Regions from separate parts of the Mus musculus genome. Here region 2 is linked to region 1. A link is a contact called in public Micro-C data. All regions are on one chromosome and are shown on one strand. Each heading gives the region's core, a stretch centred on a gene start, on an enhancer-like site or on the middle of the called end of the contact. The rest is flanking DNA. Distances are from core to core; before and after follow the strand shown.

Region 1 (6,270 bases), core at 179-2,678:
GAGTTACAGGCAGTTGTGAACCTTTGTTGGGATGCTTAGGACTGAACCCTAATCCGTGTGAGAGCAACCACTGCTCTTAAGCATTGAGCTGTTGCTCCAGCACTAAATCTGTCTTTTAATTGAAAAGATTTGCTGCTCCTCCATGCCCAGCCCACAACAACTGTCTTTTAACAGCTGTAAATAACGATGCTTCAGACCATTACCTTGATGGAAGCAGGTGATTTTCTTTCAAGCAGTTGTGGATGTTCACCGTGTTTAATGTGTGAAAAAATTGAGAATAACAATTTTTTGTGAAGCCCATAGTCAGTTTCAGTATTTTGGAAACCAAAACCGCTAACAGTGACCACAGTTTTTGGTCTGTCACTAGCTGCACACTATATTTACTGCTGGGGCCCTTGTTGTCTTAGTCACATCAAAAGTAGACAAAGATGGAGAGTTGGCTCGAAGGTAAGAGCCCTTGCTGCTCTGGTAGAGAGTTTGGGTCCTGGTACCACCAGGTCAGGCAGCTCACAACTATTTGTGACTGCAGGGGATCTAACTCTCCTGGGTACTCCTGAGCACTGATCCATATATATGTGCAGAGAGAGAGAGAGAGAGAGAGAGAGAGAGAGAGAGAGAGAGAGGAGAGGGAGAGAGACAGAGAGACAGACACAGAGAGAGACAGAGACAGAGAGAGGGGGGAGAGAGAGGAGAAAGAGAGAGAAAGGAGAGAGAGAAGAGAGAGAGAAAGGAGAGAGGGAGAAAGGAGAGAGAGAAGAGAGAGAGAAGAGAGAGAGGAGAGAGAGAGAGAGAGACAGAGAGAGAGACAGAGAGAGACAGAGAGAGGAGAAAGAGAGAGAAAGGAGAGAGAGAAGAGAGAGAGAAAGGAGAGAGGGAGAAAGGAGAGAGAGAAGAGAGAGGAGAGAGAGAAGGGAGAGAGAGAATACAGAAGCAAAAGCAAGGTCCTGTCAGTTCTCATCCAGAACGTCAGGTCCTAAGTGCCTTCCAAAAGTCTTCCTTTGTCTTACCCCTTCTTGGCAATAGGCACACTGTATCAAAATGCATCTCTGCTTTGCAGTGTTAAAGAAGATCAGGTCTCTTGTCTCTGAGATACAGCACTGAGCTCTTCCTATGCTGAGCTTGCTCACCCACACTCTCCAGATGTCTTCTGCTCTGCCCTCACTCACCATTGCAGCGTGGCTGTCATCTGCTGCAGCCCCTGAGAAGGGATGAACACAAGAGAGTGAAGAAAGTGTGGGGCCAGGGTATGGGCTTTCCCTAACTAAGCAGGACAGGTGATGTGGAGGAAAGAAGTCCCTGTAATTAAATTCAACTCCTCTTTCAAAGAGGCTGCTTATAATTAGCAGAAGCATTCCAGATTTGTGGTTCCTCTCTATCTCTAAGAAAGGCTTTCTATTCTTAGATGCTCCGAGCAGAAGCAACTGCTGTGCTGCCCCCACCTAGTGGCAACTACTATAAAGCCTTTTATGCTCAACATTAAGACGCTGGATGGGACTGAAACCCAATTTTCTCATGGTCTTAATCTTTCCCTGTAATAAATTAAGCCGCTTGAAAATTATATAAAATTTTTAATGATGAGAATATGATCTTGTGAAGCTTTGAATTTGTGGCTGACAAAGAAAGTGTTTCTTGTAATATTAAAATTACACGAGACATCATTTTCAAAGGGCATTATTGTTCTCAGTGAGCTTAAATAAATAAGTACTCTTTCACAGAGCCTTGCCTCTCTTCTAAGAAGAGGGTGTTTTCACACAAGTTCCTGATTAAGGTCAGAAATCTGGGTGTTTGCTCTGAGCAGCTCTCTCTCTCTCTCTCTCTCTCTCTCTCTCTCTCTCTCTCTCCCTCCCTCTCTCTTTCTCTCTCCCTCCCTCCCTCCCTCCCTCCCTCCCTCCCTCCCTCCCTCCCCCTTGTTTAGGAACTAAACCCAAACTCATGCATGACAGTCAATGACTCTACCACTGAGCCTTCTTAAGCAAGCAGCAGAACAGAACCGAGGGAATACCCTGACAGCTGACAGTAGGGAACCTGTTCTTTATTCTGGTTTTTTTTTTTTCTCACAAACATCATAAAAATGACTGATCCCTGAAGACAATCTCTCTAATGGAAGAGGATCTTTAAGGCTGCTTCAATTAATTGCTAGTAGTTACAGGAGGCTTCGTATTAAGAAATAGCATCTGATTAGGCTGAAAGCAATTTAGCCAAAGTAATTTGGCTCACTACAACTGGGGTGAATATGAGACATTCCACTTAAAAGCCTAATTGAAAATGAATATTTAGCAAATGATTTCTCAATCATAGTGCTTCTTAAATAAATTGCTAAAATATCTGAGTCTACTAAGTCTTTGGGGGCCATAACTCTACTCACTCTTTGTTAAGTTATCATTTCTTCTGGCTTTTTGTTGTTGTTTGTAACAGCAAATACATTGACAGATGCAGGTCCTCGAACTTTGGTAATTGTGACACTCTGGATAGTCTTATGGGTATTATTTGGAGGGGAGATAATTTCATCTACTTCAATATATTACAAAGATTTAAATAAAAAATTATAAAAATACATTTAAGAAATTGTCAAAGATACAGGAATAGTGAAAGATAAGACATTACAAACCCTACCAGTAGACTGAAAGGAGTTTGTCGTTTCAGGAGAAAGTGAGTGTTATTTTACTTGATTGTCCTGGGGGGAAGTATACACTTGGTTAAGCAATATTGGCACGGTCACCTGTGCCCATTCGGCGATGGATGGAGAGGTCTGGAGATGGAGCTGCAGAGATCAATTGGCTGGATCAGGCGAATGAGAGGCTTCTAGAGGGACTGACATGGGAACAACCCTTCTCTGAGTGGGATAGTTTGTTCAAACATTAACAAGGAAGTGGTGTTTCTATAAACTAAACGAACAGTGTCAGAACAAACATTCACCTTTCTATCACAGTGAAACAAAGGCACCAAGAAGGAATCCCTCAGGCAGCATTTGTTAAACCAAATTTTTATCTGCACTGAGTCCCAGAACAAGGGGGTTTTGTTACTGTGTAAAAATTAAACCAGGGTGTGGTTACTGCAGCTGATTCTCAGCTGCTTCCCTGCAGTGGTGGTGGATTGTAGCCTGGAATTAGAAACCAAAGGAACACTTTTTGCCCTATTCCACTTTTAGACAGGGAGCTTAGGCACAGCAACAAAAGAAAACTCGAACAGATAACATAGCCTATGAGCATTAGGGCCTCACCTCAGTCCTCTCTGCTCATGCCTTTCCTTATCTTCCTGTTTTCTCCAGAAGCCAGCTGCCAGCTTCTGTGACGTCAGAAATGAAATGCTTTCATATTGCATTCTCACACACTGCCATTTATTAATGGTGTGATGTGACCAGTCAGTCATTGGCACAGATTGTGTAGACAGTGAAGTGTGTGTGTGTGTGTGTGTGTGTGTGTGTGTGTGTTGTGTTGTGTTGTGGTGTGTGAGTGTGTGTATGTAAATGTGTGTGTACTATGTGTGGTGTATAGCGGGGGTGTTTATGTGTGTGTGTGTGTGTGTGTGTGTGTGTGTGTGTGTAGTGTGTCTGGTGTGGGGAGGTGTTTGTGTGTGTGTGCATGTATGTGAGTGTATATGATGTGTGTGGTGTTTGTGTAAATATATGTGTGGGGTGTGTGTGTGTGTGTGTGTGTGTGTGTGTGTGTGTGTGTGTGTGTAATTTGTCTTTCATAATGAAGGATGGTGGTACAACTTCGGGAGACATCCTGGGTGGGAAGCTAAGATCTAGTCTGCATCCCGAAGTCCAGAGAGTTATGGAAAGCTCTCAGAGCAGTGTGACTCAGCTGCTCTGGATGATAGCTGCTTAGTCCCAAGAGAATAGAGTGTACACTGGAGAAATGAATGCTGTTCAAGATCGTGATGCCTCCCCGCTCTTACATAGTCACTCAGTTAACTTCCCTCAACGATGACCAAAGGTCTCCATCTCTGGTGGATCCCATGGTCCAAAATTTTAAAACATTGGTGCGGCCTCCCCTTGGAGCATTTGAATATGCACTTGCAAACTGTAAAAGGTGCCTGTCAGAGTGCTCTAGACAACAGGAGCATGGCTATGGGTCTGCCTGGGAGCACAGCACTCTCTCCTGCTATCCTCCCTTCATGTCACCGTATGAGGTGGTAGCACTAGGGTGTCTACTTTTAATGATTAGAAACCAAAATGTCACCACAAAGGGTAGGACCACCATGGCAAGGTATCACGTGCATCCTTGCCGGTGCACAGCAGATGCAGCCATGTCTCAGAAGCTGCCTAACCCATTGGGCACTTAGATAAAAGGCTGTATATGTATATGTGAACATAGATGGAACACAGCTAAACTCAGAAACGAAAGGCAAAGCCTAAGCATTTCCCAGGAGAAGTGTGCTAAACACCTATAAATGAAACTGCAGACACAAGGGGACAGGGAGATAATTTTACACATTCTTAACCCATGAGAATACAGAACGGAAAGTTAAAAGGGTGAACGTGACTTTCCATTCCTTTAAAGATGCTTGCTTTAAAAAAATAGAAAATACATGTGTAAATTTAGTATATTTGAATATAAATAGTTGAAAGTACTTGAGTCTACAAGGCAGACAAAATTATGAATTATACATAAATTATTCTGTCCCTGACTGACCCAAATCTTTATTTCTTGAAAGTAGCATTTCTGTGTGTCAGCATTTCTGTGTGTGAGAGTGCAGACTAGAGGGCTGGGGTGATTTATGGATTCTTGACAGCTGGGTGGGATCTGTAACCTCAGTTTCTCAGGAGTGTACCAGGTCTTACCTCTGCAGACACTTTGGCCTAAGCTTCTGTGGGTTGGATCTGCCCTCAGCCGACTCAGGGCTCAGCCATAGATGTCCACTAACAGATTTGGAAAGTGTATGTGTTTCTGAGGGTCTACTAGTCCCCAAGGTCCTACCTCATTGGTTCTTTTCTGGTTCTGCAGAGTGAAACAGACAAACAAACAAACAAACAAACAAACAAACACTGAGGCATACCCCTACCCCAACAGAAAAGCACATAAAAAGTCAGCCCTATGCAAAAAGACTTACTTTGTGCCCTCATCCTCGGGGGCAGGTGGGGGGCATGTACAATATTTCTTTTGCCTGGCCAGGTTCAGTTCTTCAGAGCATTCCCCAAGAGTTAGTGCACCTCAGTAGTAGTATAACAGGGTTTGCTAGAGGTGGTTTTCTGACTCTGCCTTCAGTGCTCTACTCTCACAGGTATTACAGATCACTGAAAGGTGACATGGACTCTGCAGATGAGTGAAGTGCAAAGCGCTCACACTGAGAGTCTCTGATGAAACAGGCAGATGTTTCCATGCCTCTATCAGAGCCCTGTCCTGTGATGCTCAGATCCAAGAACGGGAGTGGAAGAAAAAGTTGTCCTCATTAATGTAGATGTGTATGCCGTTCACATAGCCATTTCTCAACTATGAAACACGAACCGAAGGCTCTTCTGAGCCAAAGCCTGCACCAGGCAACGGGAGATAGTGAGGGGACTTAGCTGGAATTGGCCTTGGACCTGAGGGACCCGGGGATTTCGAAAGGAAAGCTGAGCAATGCTAAATGCAGAGCTCTGCAGAATCTCCATGGCTAAACCAGGGAGCGCCTGCAGAGCAGAGATGCTGGCATCCAACTGCAGACAACGAAGACAAAGCAGGAGTCCTTCCACCCCCGCAACCATGCTGCATATACATACATTCTCTATAATTACCAGCGTACAGCTTGTGGGTCAAGGCAGAGTGTGTGGGCGAAGATTTACAGAAAGATTTTTTGCAGCTTAAGATTTTGTGCAGGATTCCTGAAATACAGCACAGACTTGTGTCTTCGCATGGTTGTGGTCTGGTACAGTCATCCAGAACTGATGGGTTTGGACTCCAAGGTCAATGAGAATGACACAGCCATTCACATTAACATTAATCTACATGTTAATAAGAATCACTAAGATGGCCCTGGCCTATGTCAGTTCACAGCCCAGACGAATCCTTCTGCCCACCTGGCTGGTCTATCTCAGCCGCGAGTGAATTCGATGTGGTTGCCTCTGAGGCTCAGGGACTACTAAACCTTATTCATTGTTACTAAACCTGAAAGCTCTTTATAAATGAATAAGAAGGCAGTGTAGTTGCACCCTCTGCCATGAATGAAGACTGTTTTAGGAAGTAAAGGCAAGATGGTAACCATGCATGAAATACCACATTCAGAAGCTTTGGTGAGTCTTGGGGATTTGATGATTTCTGCCAATTTGGGTACATTGTGGGTATGTGA
Region 2 (6,276 bases), core at 3,099-5,598, 120 kb before region 1:
GTCAGAAAAGTAGAAAAGAGACAATTTGGGGAGATGCAGGAGGTGCCAGACACATTACTACATGTCTGCATGAAAATTTCATAATGAAATCTATTATTCATATAGAATATATATGTGAATAAAATCATGGAAAAATCATGGAAAGGTCAAATATCTGTTTTTAAAATGCCTGCATTCCATTATTATGATTAAAACAAATAATATACTCAGGTCAAATTTCACTTAAAAAAAAAAGCCATGATAGCTAGGCCCTTCAGTGCCAGCCCAGCCCAGCTTTAAATCAGCAGTGCCCTTTTTTTGGTGGTTTATAGTTAAGTCTCCTTCCCTTTTAATGGTTTCCCCCACATTCACAACTACAGTTCCTAGCTGCTTTCTTCCTGCCCATTCTTCTGATTTCGCACCTGGGAACGGGAGAGGCCATGCTTCCTCAGCTACTGGCCTCTGCATGAGGAAGAAAGCCTTAAAAAGGTCAGGGCTGCAATAGCCCCAGGCTGTGCCCAGGTGCCTGAGGTCTGAGCTCCTTTGAGGGTTGCAGGGAATGGGAAGAGAGGCTCTGATCCCTTGGGCATGGCAGGGAATCAGTGGGAAAAAGAAAAACCCAGTGAAAGAAAAGAAACATTTCTCAACAAATGATGGCTCTTGTTCTGTACCCGAAGGAGTGGACCTTAGGACACCCATGTGACATGGAGTCGAGGGACATCCATTGACTGAAGTTATCAAAGACCAGGTCACCTGAACAAAGGAAAGTGAGACCAGGCTCTTACTATTCCCTCTGAATTATATATGTGAGCCTTGGTGGTTAATCAAATCAGCATTAATTATTAAAGAACATTATTCAAAATGAGACTTAAAAAAAAGGAATCTATGCTAACTTACTCTCCTCATCCAGTTACACAATCCACAAGTGATAGGCTCATAGGGAGACCCCAAGGATACCCTACACAAGCCCCTAAACCCCTAAAACAACCCTTGTGCATCCCACCCCAAGCCCATCCACACCCCATCAGCTTTCACAGTAAACACTGTGACCTCTGGTGAACAAAGAGACGATTCGATTCCCTACTGTTTTAATGAGGGAGGGGGCACAAGTCCACGACTACGCAGAGATGGTGTCCCTTCCTTACTGGATGCCCTGTGCTTCCAAACAGGAACACTTTAGCTTACTACAAAACAGGCTTCAAATGGAAATGTGTGAGCTATGCAAACTGAGTCAACGGGGCGGGGCTTGCATGCTCCTCTTGGGGGTTGGAACCTAAAGAACCTGTGTCCACCCCACCTTTCTCCCTGCACACCCCATTAATCTAGTGACCTCAAACCAGGGATCATCAGAGACCAGAGCAAACCTACCTGTGAGACATATTAAGGGCAGCAATTTGACAGCTGAGGATTAGGAGAGCTTGGCGAAAGGGCTCAGTATTTAGAGCCAGGGGATTATTTGAAGTTGGAATGGGTCAGAACAGAAGGGTTTCCTGGAGCAAGTGTTCTGAATAATTTGGTGACTACAAAAGAATGGGAGGAGCTTACAGGGGAGGGAGGCTGCTGCCTGACTTACAACTTCTGACCCTGCCTGGAAGGTTAACTCTGAGAGTGGCACAGGCAGACAAAAGTACTTGCCACACAACATTCCTGTAAATACAGGCAGACTGTGTTGGTGAAATGGTTCGATGGTTAGAATTCTCGCTTCTCCCACAGTGCCCCACACTCCGGTTTCTTCGCTCAGGTTGGGTGGCTAACAATCACCTACAGAGCCTCTGACCTCCATGGACACCAGCACTAGTTTGCACACACCCACCCACACATACATAATACAAAAATTTAAAGATCTTTAAAAAAATCAAGGAAGTGTGGAAGCCACTGAAATCCTAACATCCAGGAGGTCAAGATGGGGATCCCTGGGTGATGCTGACTCGCTAGACTACATAGAATCGGTGAACTCTGGGTGCAGGGAGAGAGTCCACCTCAGTAACTAAAGTGGAGAGCAATGGATACCAACCTTGGGTATCCCCACACAGGCTCACAAACACGCATGAGCACATGCAAACGCGCATGTATGCTTGCACGTGTGCACACACACAAGATGTGTGTGCTAAAAAGAATGATGTAAGAAGGGCAAAGAAGTGGAATGTAGTTGAAGGGAATAGAGAGAGGGCAAGGGAAGGAGAGGACACTGCCAGCCACAGAGCATTATCATCAAGGACTGTGCATTTCCTAGTTAACACAGGGGCGCACACTTCAGCCCTGCCACATTTGTTTCAGGCTAGCTAAACATCTCACTTCCTCACCGTCCTAGTGTCTTGACTTTTTCTTGGCATTGTATCTGTTTGTTGTTCCAAATTCTGTCCTCAGATCTCCATAAATAGCCCCAGGTTGTGCCATCTGGTGAGTGCAGAGTCTGTTCCCTGGTGTGTGTGTGTGTGTGTGTGTGTGTGTGTGTGTGTGTATCCTCATCCCTGTTACAGTGCTTTCAGTTAGGATAAAACCCTGCATCATCAGAGATCTCTCTGAATAACAAGTGCACATCCCACCCCAGTCCACTGAGTGTTGGTTTCACATAAGTGTTAAACTTTACTTCTGTGTGAGCCTGTTGTGACAGTGGACTCATGGGTAGCCTGCAGGTACCGATTTCCCATGTGTTCAATATAATGGAATAACAGGCCAGAAAGTCAACTGCCAGGAGGGAGTCACACCAAAGACACATGCTGCCAGGGCATCATAGAGGTCGCAGCAAGTGATGTTCTGTCCTTGGCACACCTGCCAAGATAGAGCGCTGGAAAGCCAAGGAGAAAGCTAAGAATATCTTCTAAAGAAGGCAGGCATGTTAGTGCTGCTTCGGTGCCTACACCCCTGACAGGCAAGAGCTTGCTTTCACAGAAATGGCTTGGGCATGTATGCACTGTAGGCCCAGGAAGGCTAGCAAAGCCACTTCCCATGCAGTGGCTACTCAGCCACTCACTACAGATCAATGCAGACACCCAAACTGCTGGGAATGCTTGCAATGATACAGGTGAAACGGTTCCTAAAAGGGGGATCTATAGGGAATTATAAGCACGGATTTCTGTGATTGATTAAGCAAACACCTGCAAGCTAGAGATCAGGGTACCTGAGGAACAAAGTGTGTGCTTACCCAACACAATGCACTCTGAACAAAAGAAAGCTGGGACACAGGTACTGGGGAAATGTTACCACAATGAAGCTGACTCTAAACTTGACCTGTGTCTTATCAATTAAACTTGAATACCTTGTGAAACGCCCGGTTTGCTAAGGCTGAAAACAGTGTTTTTCTTTAAGTCCAGGAGGGTTTTTAGTGACATAGTTCCAAGTCCTTGTTTGCACATGCTAACTGTGCAAAGCTACTTTTGCAGAAGTTTGTCTTGGAAAGCTGTGTTGCTTGCTGAAAGCCATGAGCCACTTTGTCAAAGGCAGTGGGGTTGCAGGCACCAGTCTCTTGGTAATTATCTCGCCATCTGTGGCCTCACAGGGGTTTGTGATTTCATCCAAATTCAACAACTTGACCTTATTTGTCAGCAAGCAGACAAGAACAGTGTTTGCTGAAAGTAAGATTCAAGGCCCGAGGTTCATCAGCTTCAGAGCTCAGACTCTGGCATTTCTCAGCTTCTCCTGGGGATGGAAGAAAGATGCTAGAGGGGGAGTTGACAGCAGACTCTGGGGCTTAGTGACCACTAGAGGCAGAAATAAAACAGAATATCCACAGCTTATCCAGCACATCCATTAATGAGATGCTTTCACCAAAGTTCAAGCACTGTAGGTGGAGTGAGAAACTGGAACTAATATGCAAACTATATTACGAGAGTATTAATATGTGAGTTGTATTTTGAGGTGACTAGCATGCCAATCTTATTGCCAAGTTATCAAATCCACTTTTCCAACTTCATAAAAACTGCTACCCTGAACACAGCAGTCCTCTGGCTGCATCTGAATCTTGCCCTCTCTCCCCACCTCAAATCCAATACGAATAGGAAGCATCAATCACATTCTCTCTGGAAGCTTCCTGCTTTAAGTCACATGGGGCATACCTTAAGCTAGCTGCTTTTTTGAAACGTACTTATTTACATGAATAAATAAATAAATGTCAAATTTGGTGAATTAACAAATCCTGCGATGGGTCCTTCAGACAACAGCAGTTTTCTACAGACTCAGCATCTGAGCTTCTGGGATCCAAATCCCAAAGCTCGCGACATATGCTCCCAAAGAAAAGGAAGAAGTGTCTGCCCTGTGACTAGAAACCTAAAAGGGCAGGGACAGCTGCCACTGCCATCGGAGGAGGGTGGTCACCCATGTCTGCACTTTTGAGAGCAGCGATCTGTAATTAATTCTGCACTCACCAGCTGGCCTCTGCAGCCCCCTCCCCAGCCCCCTCTTGGAGCTCCAGTGTGGAGAGACGTGGGGCCTCATGTGTTGCCAGGCTTATGAAAAGAAATGGTATTGTTTGCTCAGGCAAGACACCCAGAAAGTGTGTGGAAGAGTAACGTAATTAAATTTCTCAATAACGTAAGTTTAGGTACAATGCATTTGATCAAAGAGTCCTAAGTACCCAGGCTTTGTTTTTAGGATTATCCTTAAAACCTCCTTACTAAGTTAATCATCTGATGTGCACATGACCCAGCTCCACAGCTGTGTGCTCCATAGGTGTCCCTCAAGCCCACCCAGGATGAAGACAAGGTTGCACAATATGTCGCCTTCAAAGGCTTGTTTCCTGTGATTTTTGCTTGCTAAAAATTTTGGTGATGTCCAAGACAGTATAGTTGGCATAACTGGATTTGAGGGCTTGTTTCAAGAGTCTAGAACCAGCTGAGCAGGAAAGCCACCACAACATGGGTTCCTGGCTCCTGGTGAGATCCAGAAATCCCAGTCAGAGGACAGTGACTCATGCATGTGCATGTATATTCCCTGACTGACTGACATGCCCAGAAGCAATGATTTGGACAAGAAGCTGCCCAAAAGCTGTAGGGCAGGCACTGGGACATAGCTGGAGTCCAGAAGACAAGAATGGAGTCCAGTGACAAGAATCCATCTGCCAGTGGAACTGCCACTGGAACATGGCTAGACGGATTCTTGTCACTACTCCATGCAGTAGAAGCCAAGAGTGCCCACACCTTCAGTTTGGCAGTAACACCCAGAGATGTGACATCACACATGTGGCTTGTTGAAGTCTCTCAGGCTATGGAGCTCTGTCACAGTGTCCCAAGGAAATGCGCAGAGTCACAAAACCTAGACTCTGGCATCTCTGGGAATTATGCCATTTGCAAACTGGAGGCTTTTCTAAACTACACTTTAAAATCCATATATGGGCAGGAAGCAGATACCGACATTATCATTACATGATCACTTCTTCATTAATTTAGGAAGTGAGAATGAGCAGACATGTTGGAGCGTTCATGTAGGATGTTGTAACATCAATCACAGGAGTCTGTGCTTTCTGAAAAGGGAGGGACTTGGGGACATACAGCATGCTCAGCCAGTCCTGGCCTGCATCACAGCCTCTTAAAAATCTCCCCATTCTTTTTTTTTTTAAAAGATTTATTTATTATTATATGTACCTACACTGTAGCTGTCTTCAGACACTCCAGAAAAGGGAGTCAGATCTTGTTAGGGATGGTTGTGATCCACCATATGGTTGCTGGGATTTGAACTCATGACCTTTGGAAGAGCAGTCGGTGCTCTTACCCGCTGAGCCATCTCACCAGTCCAAATCTCCCCATTCTAACTAGGCATGATGGTGCACGCCTTTAATGCCAGCATTTGAAAGGCAGGTGATCTCTGTGAGTTTGAGGCCAGCCTGGTCTACACAGTGAGTTCCAGGACAGCCAGAGTTACATAGTGAGACCCTATCTCCAAGAAAAAAGAAAATGGTTGCCCATTCCAGAATATCAGGACATTGTTAAAATACTGACTGTGCTTAGGTCTTATCGCTTCACTTCAATTTGCTTTTATATTTGGAAAATAATTAATAACTATCTATTACACTAGAAACATCTAATGAGAAGAAAGATCAAGAAAATGCAAAGTAAAAAGATTCCTGTGTCTTTAGTGAATGTTTACACACATCTAAGTAAATCTGAGACCTTTTGTAAGGAAATAAATGCAAATTTAGAACAAAGTATAAAATATGCATAATAATAGGAACATCTCCGAGATGTGCAAAGTTCACACTTATTTTCCTAATTATTTTCACATTTAAATTCAGCCCAGAGAAAGGAAAAGCCATTGTATTTACAAAACAGATCATTAACTATAATTACATTTATAAGGAAAATG

What was found. Hi-C and Micro-C count contacts between places; a contact is called where the count stands out from the background.
Region 2: a contact with region 1 is called in a Micro-C map of stem cell-derived motor neurons, with 2.4 times the contacts expected there. The contact joins two enhancer-like sites. A contact is called at or near these places in 1 of 39 promoter capture datasets (hippocampal neurons), 1 of 15 datasets of contacts at CTCF or cohesin (hippocampal excitatory neurons), 23 of 484 Hi-C or Micro-C datasets (the AML12 cell line, brain, cerebellar granule neurons and 14 more) and 2 of 115 datasets of contacts at active chromatin or transcription factors (neural progenitor cells and oligodendrocyte precursor cells).

The regions. Positions count from the first base shown.
Region 1 is chr8:10,048,804-10,055,073 of GRCm38.p6, reverse strand. No RefSeq gene overlaps it. Among named protein-coding and RNA genes, the nearest start is that of Tnfsf13b, 45 kb to the right of the region's middle. Within about 2 kb of position 1,428, at least 22 of the 459 cell types and tissues checked have an H3K27ac peak or open chromatin away from gene starts, as enhancers often do. A contact at or near this core is called in cerebellum, neural stem cells and stem cell-derived motor neurons, where this site is marked.
Region 2 is chr8:10,171,588-10,177,863 of GRCm38.p6, reverse strand. All of the region lies in intron 1 of Myo16 (myosin XVI), which reads right to left. Among named protein-coding and RNA genes, the nearest start is that of Myo16, 21 kb to the right of the region's middle. Within about 2 kb of position 4,348, at least 8 of the 459 cell types and tissues checked have an H3K27ac peak or open chromatin away from gene starts, as enhancers often do. A contact at or near this core is called in cerebellum, neural stem cells and stem cell-derived motor neurons, where this site is marked.